Regions from separate parts of the Mus musculus genome. Here regions 2, 3 and 4 are each linked to region 1. The links are chromatin contacts, called in public promoter capture Hi-C maps. All regions are on one chromosome and are shown on one strand. The core of a region is the stretch at or near the end of the contact, and the rest is flanking DNA. Distances in the headings are between cores, read along the strand shown.

Evidence for each region. Promoter capture Hi-C pulls out the DNA fragments that hold promoters and counts their contacts. Capture Hi-C pulls out chosen DNA fragments and counts their contacts.
Region 2: a promoter capture Hi-C map of cranial neural crest shows a contact between it and region 1. The contact joins the enhancer-like site here to the promoter of Vezf1 in region 1. A contact is called at or near these places in 4 of 39 promoter capture datasets (the SN4741 cell line, cranial neural crest, liver and 1 more) and 3 of 115 datasets of contacts at active chromatin or transcription factors (embryonic basal ganglia, embryonic forebrain and embryonic hindbrain).
Region 3: a contact with region 1 is called in a promoter capture Hi-C map of stem cell-derived epiblast-like cells, with 8 times the contacts expected there. The contact joins the enhancer-like site here to the promoter of Vezf1 in region 1. A contact is called at or near these places in 12 of 39 promoter capture datasets (the C10 cell line, the SN4741 cell line, cranial neural crest and 6 more), 1 of 15 datasets of contacts at CTCF or cohesin (the NIH/3T3 cell line), 2 of 484 Hi-C or Micro-C datasets (embryonic stem cells and muscle stem cells) and 7 of 115 datasets of contacts at active chromatin or transcription factors (craniofacial prominence, embryonic basal ganglia, embryonic forebrain and 4 more).
Region 4: a promoter capture Hi-C map of liver shows a contact between it and region 1, with 5 times the contacts expected there. The contact joins the promoter of 0610039H22Rik here to the promoter of Vezf1 in region 1. A contact is called at or near these places in 5 of 39 promoter capture datasets (the C10 cell line, hippocampal neurons, liver and 1 more), 1 of 484 Hi-C or Micro-C datasets (CD4 T cells), 1 of 115 datasets of contacts at active chromatin or transcription factors (large pre-B cells) and 2 of 9 other capture datasets (adipose tissue and liver).

Annotation. Positions count from the first base shown.
Region 1 is chr11:88,066,974-88,069,673 of GRCm38.p6, reverse strand. It overlaps Vezf1 (vascular endothelial zinc finger 1), which reads right to left and starts at 1,395. Exons shown (of 6, transcript NM_016686.4): 1 at 1,241-1,395. The coding sequence starts at 1,273.
Region 2 is chr11:88,773,788-88,776,487 of GRCm38.p6, reverse strand. No RefSeq gene overlaps it. Among named protein-coding and RNA genes, the nearest start is that of C030037D09Rik, 56 kb to the right of the region's middle. Within about 2 kb of position 1,432, at least 10 of the 459 cell types and tissues checked have an H3K27ac peak or open chromatin away from gene starts, as enhancers often do.
Region 3 is chr11:88,802,004-88,804,703 of GRCm38.p6, reverse strand. No RefSeq gene overlaps it. Among named protein-coding and RNA genes, the nearest start is that of 4930556N13Rik, 48 kb to the left of the region's middle. Within about 2 kb of position 1,298, at least 20 of the 459 cell types and tissues checked have an H3K27ac peak or open chromatin away from gene starts, as enhancers often do. A contact at or near this core is called in muscle stem cells, where this site is marked.
Region 4 is chr11:88,617,916-88,620,615 of GRCm38.p6, reverse strand. 0610039H22Rik (RIKEN cDNA 0610039H22 gene) reads right to left here and starts at 1,365. Exons shown (of 3, transcript NR_131025.1): 1 at 846-1,365. All of the region lies in intron 5 of Msi2 (musashi RNA-binding protein 2), which reads left to right.

The sequences.
Region 1 (2,700 bases), core at 146-2,645:
TAATCTTTTGAAGATTCTGCATTTCCAAAGGTCTCAAGCGCCCAAGCTACGCGTTTGGAATTTCACGAAGTATTTAGGAAAACTCCAAAGAGGGAGGCGGGAAGGACACATTTTAAAAACGACTAGCTCCCTAACCTTCAGTTCTGAAGTTTCTGCATGTGCTTATCTCTACTGCTCATCAATGCATTTGCAAACAGAAAGGAAGCAGAGGGGGGAAAAAGTTCCAATCAGGGGTCCCGCATTAAAGTGGTAGGAGAAGGGTATGGCTGAAGTATCCGCTAACATTAGCTTTGAAGTTTCTGGCAAAAGGAAAAAAAGAAGAAGCGAAGACCCCCATACTCCCTATGAGTGACTCATCTAGGGGCTTTGTAAGCGGACTTTGCGCTCCCTCTCCGCTTCCCGTCGCCCACTGGGCCGGAGCGAACGTTCGAGCGGGTCGCGGAGCGAGACTAGCGAGACACGCTCCGGGGAAGGTCGGGCCTGCAGGAGTCCCGGCCCCCGCCGCTCCCCGCCCCCGCCCGGCCCCGCCGGCTCGGGGATTCCCCAAGCTCAATGGGACCGCAGAAGCTGGACAGAGGCGAGGGGACCAGTTGCCAGGGCTCGCCCAGGACTTGGGCTAGGAGCGGAGAAAAGTTTGCAGAGGGGAACCACGCTCGCAACACCCCCCGTCGGGTCCACCCGAGGGGGCGGCGAGAAGGGGGAGTGGCGGCGAAGCCAGAGATACCCGCTATTCGCGGGATGTGGGAGGAGGGTCAGAAAGTCAACACACAAGCACACACACACAAAAAGAGAGAGGTGACGCGAAAAGCGCAAGCGAAAGATGGATGGGTACTCGGAGCGGGACCCGGAGACCCCCTCGCTGCGCCGCGCGGCCCCGCTCGGGCGCGCAGTGGCCGAGCGGCCCGCGCTCCACAGCGGCCCGGCGCCCTCCTTTCTCTGGGCCGCGGGGTGGTGACAGCGGCCGGCCTCCTCCCTTCCCCTTCGGGGCGGGAGGGAAGGGTGTGTGTGTGCGTGTGTGCTTGGGGGGGCCCGGGTTCACCCCGAGGCCTGCTTCTCCCCCGCACCCCGCGAGGCCGCCTCCTTTCACCTCGGCGGCCGGGCTCCGCCGGAGCGGGCGGGCGGAAAAACAAAGGGGGATTAAGGCCGGGCCGGAGAGCGGAGCCGGGAGGGGAGGAGCGCCCGCCCGCCCGAGCCCGGCCCGGCCCCCCTGGCCCCCCGACCCCCCCGGGGCCCCCAGATCCTGGAACAGGAACGCGGTCCAGTTGGCCTCCATGGCTGCGGCGGCCGACCCCCCTCCTCCCCACTCCCCCCGCTCGGGGAGCCTCCTCAGGCGGAGGAGGCGACAACAAAGCGGCGGCGGCGGCGGCGGCAGCGGCAGCGGCGGCTCCTCAACATGGCAGCGCCGAGCGCGGCCACTTCCGGTAACCTCCGGGACGCACCACCGCGGCGGCGAGCGCGGGCGGGGGGGGAGCCCCGGCCCGGCCGCCGCCGCCCCCAGCCGCTTCGACCCCCTCCGGGCGTCCCCGCCGCCGGCGCGCCGCCTCGGAGCTCAGCCAGTGCCCGCGGGCGGTGGGGTCAGGGAGCCCGCGCGGGGGCTGGGGTGGGGCCGGGGGCGGGGATGGGGTGCGGCGTCCCCCCCCGCGGGGGTGTGTGATGCTGCGGTCCGTGGCTCAGGCAGCTGGAGCAGGGGGAGCGCAGGAGAGAAGATGGAGGACGCCAGGGTCTGGCGCTGGCCCGCTGGGCACAGCTGGGCTGCCTCTCGTGACTCTGCCTTGGTACCCGGCGGCGTCGCGTCCCTCTCATACCCCCAGCGGCAGTCAGGGCTTCGGTTGGTCACCTGGCTGTTCAATCGGTCAAGCACATCACAGCTTCCACCTACGAACTAGGATGCTAGCTTCTAGTGTCCCCTACCCTCGGGTATTTTTATTCCTGACCAGCTAAGCCCTCACTCAGCGCTCTTGCCATCGCCCTTTGCGTGGTCTTCCAATTTGAGCAGGGAATTCCACTAGGGTACAGCCTTAGAAGCGCCTACTGTGGAGGGAAACACTTCCCACGCGTTCAGATGTCATTACTGGGTTATTCTTGGGTGACGGGACCGCTTTCCCATCTTTCCCTTTCATTCCAGATACAGGAAATACTTAAAAACCCCTCTCCCGCCAGGATTAAAAACAAACAATAAAAACGAATGAGAAAGTATAGAGGCAAAATATTTTAGTCTTTTAGTACATTTTTCAATTCCTGCAGCACACGCACACACAAGTCAGACTTCTGGTTGGACAGCGTCAGATGTCACTGAGGTGACCCCAGCCTGTTTGCAGTTCCCAGTCGTCTGTGTAGGAGTCAGCCACTGCTACTGGTTGGAATCTGTAGATCGTAAGCCCATATGATGTCTTGAATGTTTTCTATCCTTTCCTCACATAGAGGTAGCTACTGTGAATATCAGAGACAAGCTATTATTAAACATATATCTAGTCCAAAGAATCTGTGGTGGGGAAATGAGGGGGCAGGCTCCATCTATGATATTTTTATAAAATGTTAAAAAATAAAACCAACTCCTCAGATGTGCACATTATTTCAGAACTTCAACATATTTCAAACTGACTCTTATCCCCTCCAGACAGTTTTAATAAAAGACATATCTTCAACTTCATATATATGTATGTGTGTGTATGTATGTATGCATATATATATATCATATTC
Region 2 (2,700 bases), core at 183-2,682, 710 kb before region 1:
CCCTGCACCAAAGGAACAGCCTCTAGTCATTTACTGATAACAAATAAACCATGAAGAAATTTATTTTAAAACAATTTTTTGGTAAACATATGCTCCTACCACTTACTAAAGATGAAAGCAGATCTGCACACTAATAGGTGTGCTGGTGTATTTAGCTATAACGAATCAAATTTTGCCTGTGGGCTATAAGGCACCTTCAACATTTTTCAGAGATGACCAATATTCTGACTTTATAATTGAAAGTAGTAAGAACATCACTTTATATAAATATCAAGTACAAGGCAGGTTGGAACCATCTTAGAACTTGCTAGAAACCCTGCTCTCATCCCAAGCCAAAATTAATTTAATGTTCTTTTTTTTTTTCCTTAAAAAAATACAACTCAAGTCAGCAGCTCAAACATGAATTTATTTATTTATTATGTGTTTGTGAAAGTGGGTGTGCGTGTGTCACGGCACACAAATGGCAATCAGATGACAACTTTCAGAACTTGGCTTTGGGAGTTGGTGGAACGGTGGGGGGAGAGTTGGGGGGGGGGCGATAAACTGAGGTTGTCCAGCTTGTACAGCAAGCACTTTACCCCCTGAGTCATCAAACAGCAACTTTTAAAATCAGTATGATTCAAGCATACGCTAATTCCATTCTTACAGCCTGAGGAATGACAGCAGGACTAGTCTTCTTTTTCTGTAATCAAGCCACAATCCCCTATAAGAGCAGAAAGCTGTGTGCATGCTAAAAACCCAGCCTTTCATCAGGCAGTGGCCATGAATCCAAGCCCCAGTGTTGCGGGCAATGTTTCTTGAGGCTGCTTTCATGACGTGACAGCATGCACGTCCCATATGCACTTAAAACCAAAGCTACAGAGGTGGACAGGGCCCTTGTGTGTAAAGCCCCCCACCTCATAGGGGTCACCTCAGGAAAGACATAAGACAAACAAGTCACTTGGCCTTTATAAAGAAACACAAGCTGGACAGTCCTGGTGGCCCAGGCCTTTGATCCTAGCACTTGGTTGAGAATTTGAGGACAGCTTGGGTTACCACAGGAGGCCCTGACTCAAATCATCTCAAATAATAAACCAACAAGTAGTGGCTGGAGAGACGGCTCAGCGGTTAAGAGCACTGACTGTTCTTCCAGAGGCCCTGAGTTCAATTCCCAGCAACCACATGGTGGCTCACAACCATCTGTAATGGGATCTGGTGCCCTCTTCTGGTGTGTCTGAAGACAGCTACGGTGTACTCATACAAGGAAAATCAATCCATCAAAAATAAATAAACAAGTAAATAAAAGGAAAACTAAAAAGAGGAGCTTGGGAGATGGTTCCTTCAGTAACGTGCATCCCGTGCAAACATAGGCTCCTAAGCTCAGACCCAGAGCACCCATGTTGAAAGCCATGGGAGAGCCTACATCTTCAGCCTCAGCACCGAGGAGATGGAGACAGGGCGATCCCTGGGGCTCACAGGCCAGCCAGCCTAGCTGAGCTGATGCGTTTTAGGCTCAGTAAGAGATCCTGTCTCAGAAAGTCAGGAGGAGAAGCATTGAGGAAGGAGACATCTGATGTTGGCCCTGGCCCCTCCACATGCACGCACATGAAAGCACACACAAAGAAAAGCAAGCTTCAGCCATCAACTGTGTGTTCTGCCTTGTTTGGTATACAGCTCCAGGCCTTATATAAACACAGGGCTTTAAGGCTGTAAAGAAAATCCTCCAAAGGAAATTTCCCCAAATGGAAAGCTAAGTAGACTGCAGACCCTTGCCCCCTCATACAATAGAGCTGCCTACCGGTTCCAGACGAGCTGATGAATACCACCATCCAATTCTCTCAGACGTTATTGAAGGATCATTTCCTCCTTTGAAATTGAGTGTGTGTGTGTGTGTGTGTGTGTGTGTGTGTGTGTGTGTGTTTGTGTGTATTTCCAAGCCTACAAGCCTCAAAGCAACCACCCCCTCAAATTCCAATTGTGGTGCAGCTGTTTTGTTTTGTTTGAAAGAAAGGAAGAAGAGAAAGAAGGAAAATAATTAGAAATTGCTTTTACCTCCCTGAGAGATAAAATCCAAGATGCTAAAATAGCCCAAGATGAGAAAAAATGCACCATCCAGTATGTGTCTCAAGCACAGGGACAGGAGAGTGGAGTGGCTGACCTTGGGCTTGGTGTCTAGGATCCCTTTCACAACAACGCTGCACAGGCTGGGTGCCCCATCAACTGGAGCTGAACAACCGAGTTCCCATGATGCAATTTGCTGGCAGGAGGTCAGCTAGGAGAGCACGCACTACTCCTCAAGAGATGTGTTCCTTATCATTGTGAAACTTTGTGAGCTATTGTTGGTGTCCTGGCTGCTGAGAATTGCTGCAGCTTGTTATCTTTGGCTCATGTGTTTGATGTCAGGTGCATGTTGGTGGACGCAGTGATGGTGGATTGAGTGTATGTTTTACTTGCTATTAAAAATTCTTCTCGTGTGAGTCATGGAATTCTGGTGATAATGAACCATGGCTCTTGTTAATCCAAGTGAACGAACACTGGAGTTGTAGGTAGAAGATGTGGGGAGCTTCCTGGAGGGGAGTCAAAGCCCACTAGGGCAGATGCTCAGCTTGGCCTCTGGAACCAGGGAGGCCTCAAGTTCTTAAGGCACAGTGCTTCTGAGGCTCACAACAGAGCTTAATGCTCACAACAGAAGAGTAGAGCATCTTGCTAAAGCCCTTTGCT
Region 3 (2,700 bases), core at 49-2,548, 740 kb before region 1:
CTCCTTTGACCAGTGTGTGTGTGTGTACACACGGATTTTTTTTCCAAATCCATATTAGTTACAGTGGTGTCACAAAAGCACAAAGATACTAAGAGAAAAAAAAATCTAACAATGGATTTATAGTATTCCTATGTGGAAACCCTGAGAGAATTTACAAGTCCCTTCTCCAATTCTGAAACACCAAAGGAGTGTCCAACAATCAAATTCAATTCTGATACCAGTTATCCAAGACTCCTCAGACCTCCCAAATCAAGGGGTTCTGCAACACCCCAGACTTAGCCACTAGGCACTAGTGCCATGCACCTGACCATAGATAAAGGGGTTTCCACAACTATTTCCTGACCTTCAGTCTTTCAGCAGAGTGACCAGTACTTAGCAAAACACTTTGTGCACCATTCTTTTTTTTTTTTTTTTTTTTTTGCTTTTTTCGAGACAGGGTTTCTCTGTGTAGCCCTGGCTGTCCTGGAACTCACTCTGTAGACCAGGCTGGCCTCGAACTCAGAAATCCACCTGCCTCTGCCTCCCGAGTGCTGGGATTAAAGGTGTGTCCACCATGCCCGGCTTGTGTACCATTCTTAACTGTAAGGCGTGTACCTGGTAGGAACGGAAGAGACACAAGGGTAGTGTGCATGATGAATATGTAAATATTTATCACAGATGGACATCATTGCCCCTCCCTGATCACCATCAGGAGGTGGTGGTAGTTGGTTAGTTCTGATTTGCAGTTAGTTTTTATTGCTCTGTCCAGAATGACCAAAGTTAATTGCCTCCCATCATCACCGTGGTCATGACTTGTGACATCATCTCAGAGTGGCTGTCCAGGGGTTCACATGGTCAAAGAGTCCCTGGAGTCAAACCAGAGCTGACAGCTGTACAGTGATGCCCTGACCTTGACCGTCCTAACATTTACACTAGCTAAACCGGACAATAGGCCTTCGCTTCCCGATTGCTCAGGTCTGAAACGTTAACAACAACTCCAGAGGACGTCGTGCTTACAACGAAAGCTCCGAAGAATTCATTTGAAGAAGCCACTTCGATTAATCTCGCATCTGGATAAAAAACGAAATTTGGGACCTCAATTACCTGATTGAGTCCCACGCAGCCCTCGCCAGCAGTAATATTAATGAGGGCAGCAATCACTTCTCCCACTCCGAGACCCGATTGCAATTCCATCCCCAGCAATCTGTCCTTCAAGTGCACCGGAAGTGGCTCTATTTTCTCCTCTGTTGGAGAGGCTCAGTTCTGAATCCTTAACCCTCTGTGCACCGCTGGCTGTAGAGAGCTCGCGATGCCGCAGTTCCGTGAGTCTGTTACAGTCAGGAGCAGGTGGGGATAATCACAGCCAACACTCACTTGGAAAATAGGCTTCACCATGCCCGCTAATCAACTGAGAAAACTGAGGTTGTTAAAGACGGAGTCTAAGCCATCCAGTGGTGGTGGCGCCGCTGCCGCCGCCGCCGCCTTTAATCCTGGCACTTGGGAGACAGAGGAAGGCAGATCTCAAGTGAATTTAAGGCCAGCCTGGTCTTCAAAGTGAGTTTTAGGACAGCCAGGCCAAGGATGAGAAGTTTAAGGCCAGCCTGTGGTCAGTGAGGGACAGAGATGAGTCAGGGATACTTGACTTTGTCGCCCACCTATGTTTGTTTTCAAAGATTTGCACGTTCCAGGGATGGAAACTTGTCCTTGGTTCATGGTAATGGAGGGTGATGAAGGTAAAGCCGGACTTTGAGGCTTTGTGGGGGGAGAAAGCTTTCTGCAGAGGAGAAGAGAGGCTGGGCAGCCATTCCACTAGCAACCCAAGCAGCAATCTGTGTCCCTGGCCTCTATTCCTCTGAAGCTCTCCTGTGGTGACCCTTGTCAATTATACCACTGGTGAAATATGGGTGGTGTGCTTCCGATCCCGCACCACCTGGTGTGCATCTGGTCAGCTGCCTGGTCACCGGCCATGCAGTCAGAGCGCGAGGAGCCCTCGGAGGAGGTGAATCAGCAGGATGAAGTCCCAGGAGCAAATCCTCATCAACAATGGTCAGGTGGTGGAGGCCAAGGCCGCGCACCAGGACAAGATGGAGAGCCTTCTCCAGCTCTGTACCCCTCAGACGCACCATCTGGCAACTGCTAGCCTGTCAGAAGACAGAGGGCCCTGTGCAAAGGTGAAGGGGGACAGCCTCCCTGCCTTTGCCATTGAAAAAAGAAGAGCCGGAAGGGCCTGGCGATGATCACTTATAATTTCAGTGCACAAAATTAGAGGCAGGTGGACCAAGAGTGCCAGTGAAGGGCTCCATGAGACATCTACTCTCTGACTATGGCCTTTGACTTGGGTCTAAGGGATACATGAGACACCTGCTCTCTGGCTATGGGGCTATGGTCTTTGGCTGGTAGTTAAGGGCTACATGAAACACCCATTTGCTAACTATAACCTTTGACTTGGGCCTAAGGGCTACACGAGGCATCCATTCTCTGGCTATGGCCTTTGTCTAGTTGCTAAGGGCTACATGAGACATCCATTCTCTGACTTTGGCTTTTTTTTTTTTTTTTTTGACTTCATTTTTGTTCTACTTTGATTTTCTGTTACTGTGATAGACACTATGACCACAAGCATTTGTGGAGAAAAGGGTTTATTTCAAATTCCATTCCCGGGACACGGCCCACCTTTGAGGAAGTCAGACAGGAACCGTGGAAGAACACTGCTTGCTAACTTGC
Region 4 (2,700 bases), core at 116-2,615, 550 kb before region 1:
TGATGTAGCCGAATGGCTGTCGGCTGTTTATTTGCTAGTCTGTCGTTCTCAACACAGCATTCTTGAGTTCGGGAGGCCCTACACTGTTTGATGTCCCCTCCTCCTCCACCTCTAAATATAACCAGCCAGTCAATCAGTCTTGGCAGCCGTCGGGGCTAGGGCTGTCAGACGGAGTTTGCCTTGGATCCTCTGAACTATTGGCTTGTTTTCCCAGCTTGCAAGTGTATTCAAATAGTGAGATTGGAATTAGCCTTGCAAACATGCCGGCAGGTGGGGCCTCCAGGTTGAGAAGGAGGCAGCGTTTGTGGTGTCAAATGACATTTCTCTCTCCTCCACTCTCTGAAGTGGAGCAGGGGCTGAGTTGAGCGAGGGAGTGGTGGCTTTCACGCTTAGTGAGCAAGATGCGTGGGTGTGTTTTCCTGAATTGTGATTAAATTTTTTTTTCTTTTAAATTTTAAGTTGTTGCAAGAGAGAAAATGAGAAACCGGCAGGTGGTGGGGATTACTCGAAGGCTGTGTTGGATGGAGGAGGAGTACAGATGTAGTTTGGGGAGGGGTGTTTTCCCAGGGTATTTCAAGTGGACTCTGAGGCTCCCATCCTGGCCAGGGTTCTAGGTCTTCAGAAAGGACACAGCTTCCTGAACGGGAACAGCCCTTCCTGCTGCTGCCCTGAGGCTATTCCTGTAGGCTAGGAACAGTGTGGCTCCCAGTCCCCCCCCCCCCCCCCGAGGCTTGTTAAAGGGACCTGTGGGTAGCTGCCCGAAGATGCTAAATCCCAACCTGAAAGGCACCAGGGAGAAGCCTTGCACACACATTGCCATCCCTCTCACGCCCAGTTGCTTTTACCTGGAGCTTCATTGAAGGATGCAGTTGCGGTTGTCTGTGGCATGGCCTGGGCACATGGGTCCCTGCACTTCCGCCAACTGTGTGGTACCCTGTAGGCCTGGGCAGCTCTGTGATTGGTGCCAGCAGCAGATGCAATCATCCAATGATGGGCATCCACACTGGGTTCTGTAGGGTTCCGGGTCTTTAGCTGAGTTTAGAGAGGAAGAAGTTAAAGCAGCTCACCCAGGTCCTAGGGGCTCCTGCAGCCCAGAGTTGTCCTATACATGAATCTTCCAGAGGAGTTGCTTTGTGGTCCAGGACCCCTGGTTATCCATGACACCCTTGCATGGGATCTGTAAAGATAATTTTTTTTTCCATAAGAATTCTAAGATCGGTCTTTCATGGATATACAGTGGAATTTTCCAAAGGAAATCTCTACCAAGGATTTCCATCTTGGGCTGCCTCCTGGTCATTTGGTGACATAGTGCTGAATGCTGAGAAAACTTGTCCTAGGTAGGACCTGCTTCGATCCCCTGGTGGACTGTTGGTGTTGGTGCTGGTGTCTTGGGTTAATTTTTTGTGATCGTCGAGGGAGGACACCCCAGAACGTCAACGGGCATCAGTCACCAGCCTTGTTGTTAACTGTGCTTCCTCCTCTGTCACGGGGAGGAGTGTGGGTTCTGAGCAGCTGTGTGCTACAGAGCACTGTAACCCTGAGAGAGGTGGTGACCTCTCTGATCCCCTGCAACCCCTACAAATAGAGCAGGCAAGAAACTGCTGAACAGACAGACATGTGGGCCTCTGCCAGAGAGAGGGGCCCTCCCATTACTGAGTAATTTGTTTTGGGTTAGTCCCCCGAGAGATGGGGGGGGGGCAGGGGCGTGTAGCACCTTCTCAGTTGCTTCTGGCTTTGCAAAGGGACATGATGCAATGCTCACACAAGATGTCAATTAGCTCTGAACTGGGAAGGAAGGGATGAGAGGGCCCAGCCTGTGCCTGGGTAGGGTGCCATTCTGTGAGTTCCTTCATTTCATGTGCTCCTGCGAGCAGAATCTGATACCAAGGATAACAGATGAACAAAAGGGGGGGTACCTTCATTTGTGTCAGGCTGGGCAGGCTTCCTTTCTGGTCTCAATACTGTATCTACAGTGTCCCTAGAGAATGATGGGACTGTGATCTGGAGGGGTTCAGAGGAGAAAGGAGCCAGGGTAACCCTCACCCTCCCTTAACAAGAATAGAAGACAGTAAAGGGCCCCAGAAATAAATAATTGTTAACCAGACTGATTAATCAATAGACTAATTAAAAATCAAACACCTAAGAACACCACGGTCTGGGTTAATTATAAACCAACATTGAGGCGTTAAAACTTGTCCAGCCCATGGCTTTGAATTATTAACTGAATGAGTTAATTTCAAGCCGTCAGCTTAGGTAGCTGTGAGATCCAGGGTTAGAAGGAGGGGAGTTAGTGTGCCCTTTCCTTCGAGGGCCCGCTTTGGCGCCACGATCTTTATCAGTGTTGCTGTTTGCATTTTAAATCAAAATATCCTAAATGTTAGGCAGAGCCTCACACGCTTCAGTAAACTGTGCCGAAGGAGCAGAGCGAGCCAGCAAGAGTTGGCCTACGCTTTTCTTTCCTGTTGAAAGAACGACCGGTCTTAGTATCCCAGCATTCCAGTGGGAGAAAGGGCTCTGATGAATGCTTTCGGTTTGCAGTGATGACCACCCCCCCCCCCCCGCCCCCAATCCTGGCCCCAGCTCTGGCCCTGGCCCCGGCCCCTGTCTTGGTTGCTCTTTAGTGTGTTGGTTGCTCTTTAGTGTATTTTTTTTTCCTCTTTCTGAGATCAAGGTCTAGGCGTGGGTTCTCAGAAGTCTCCC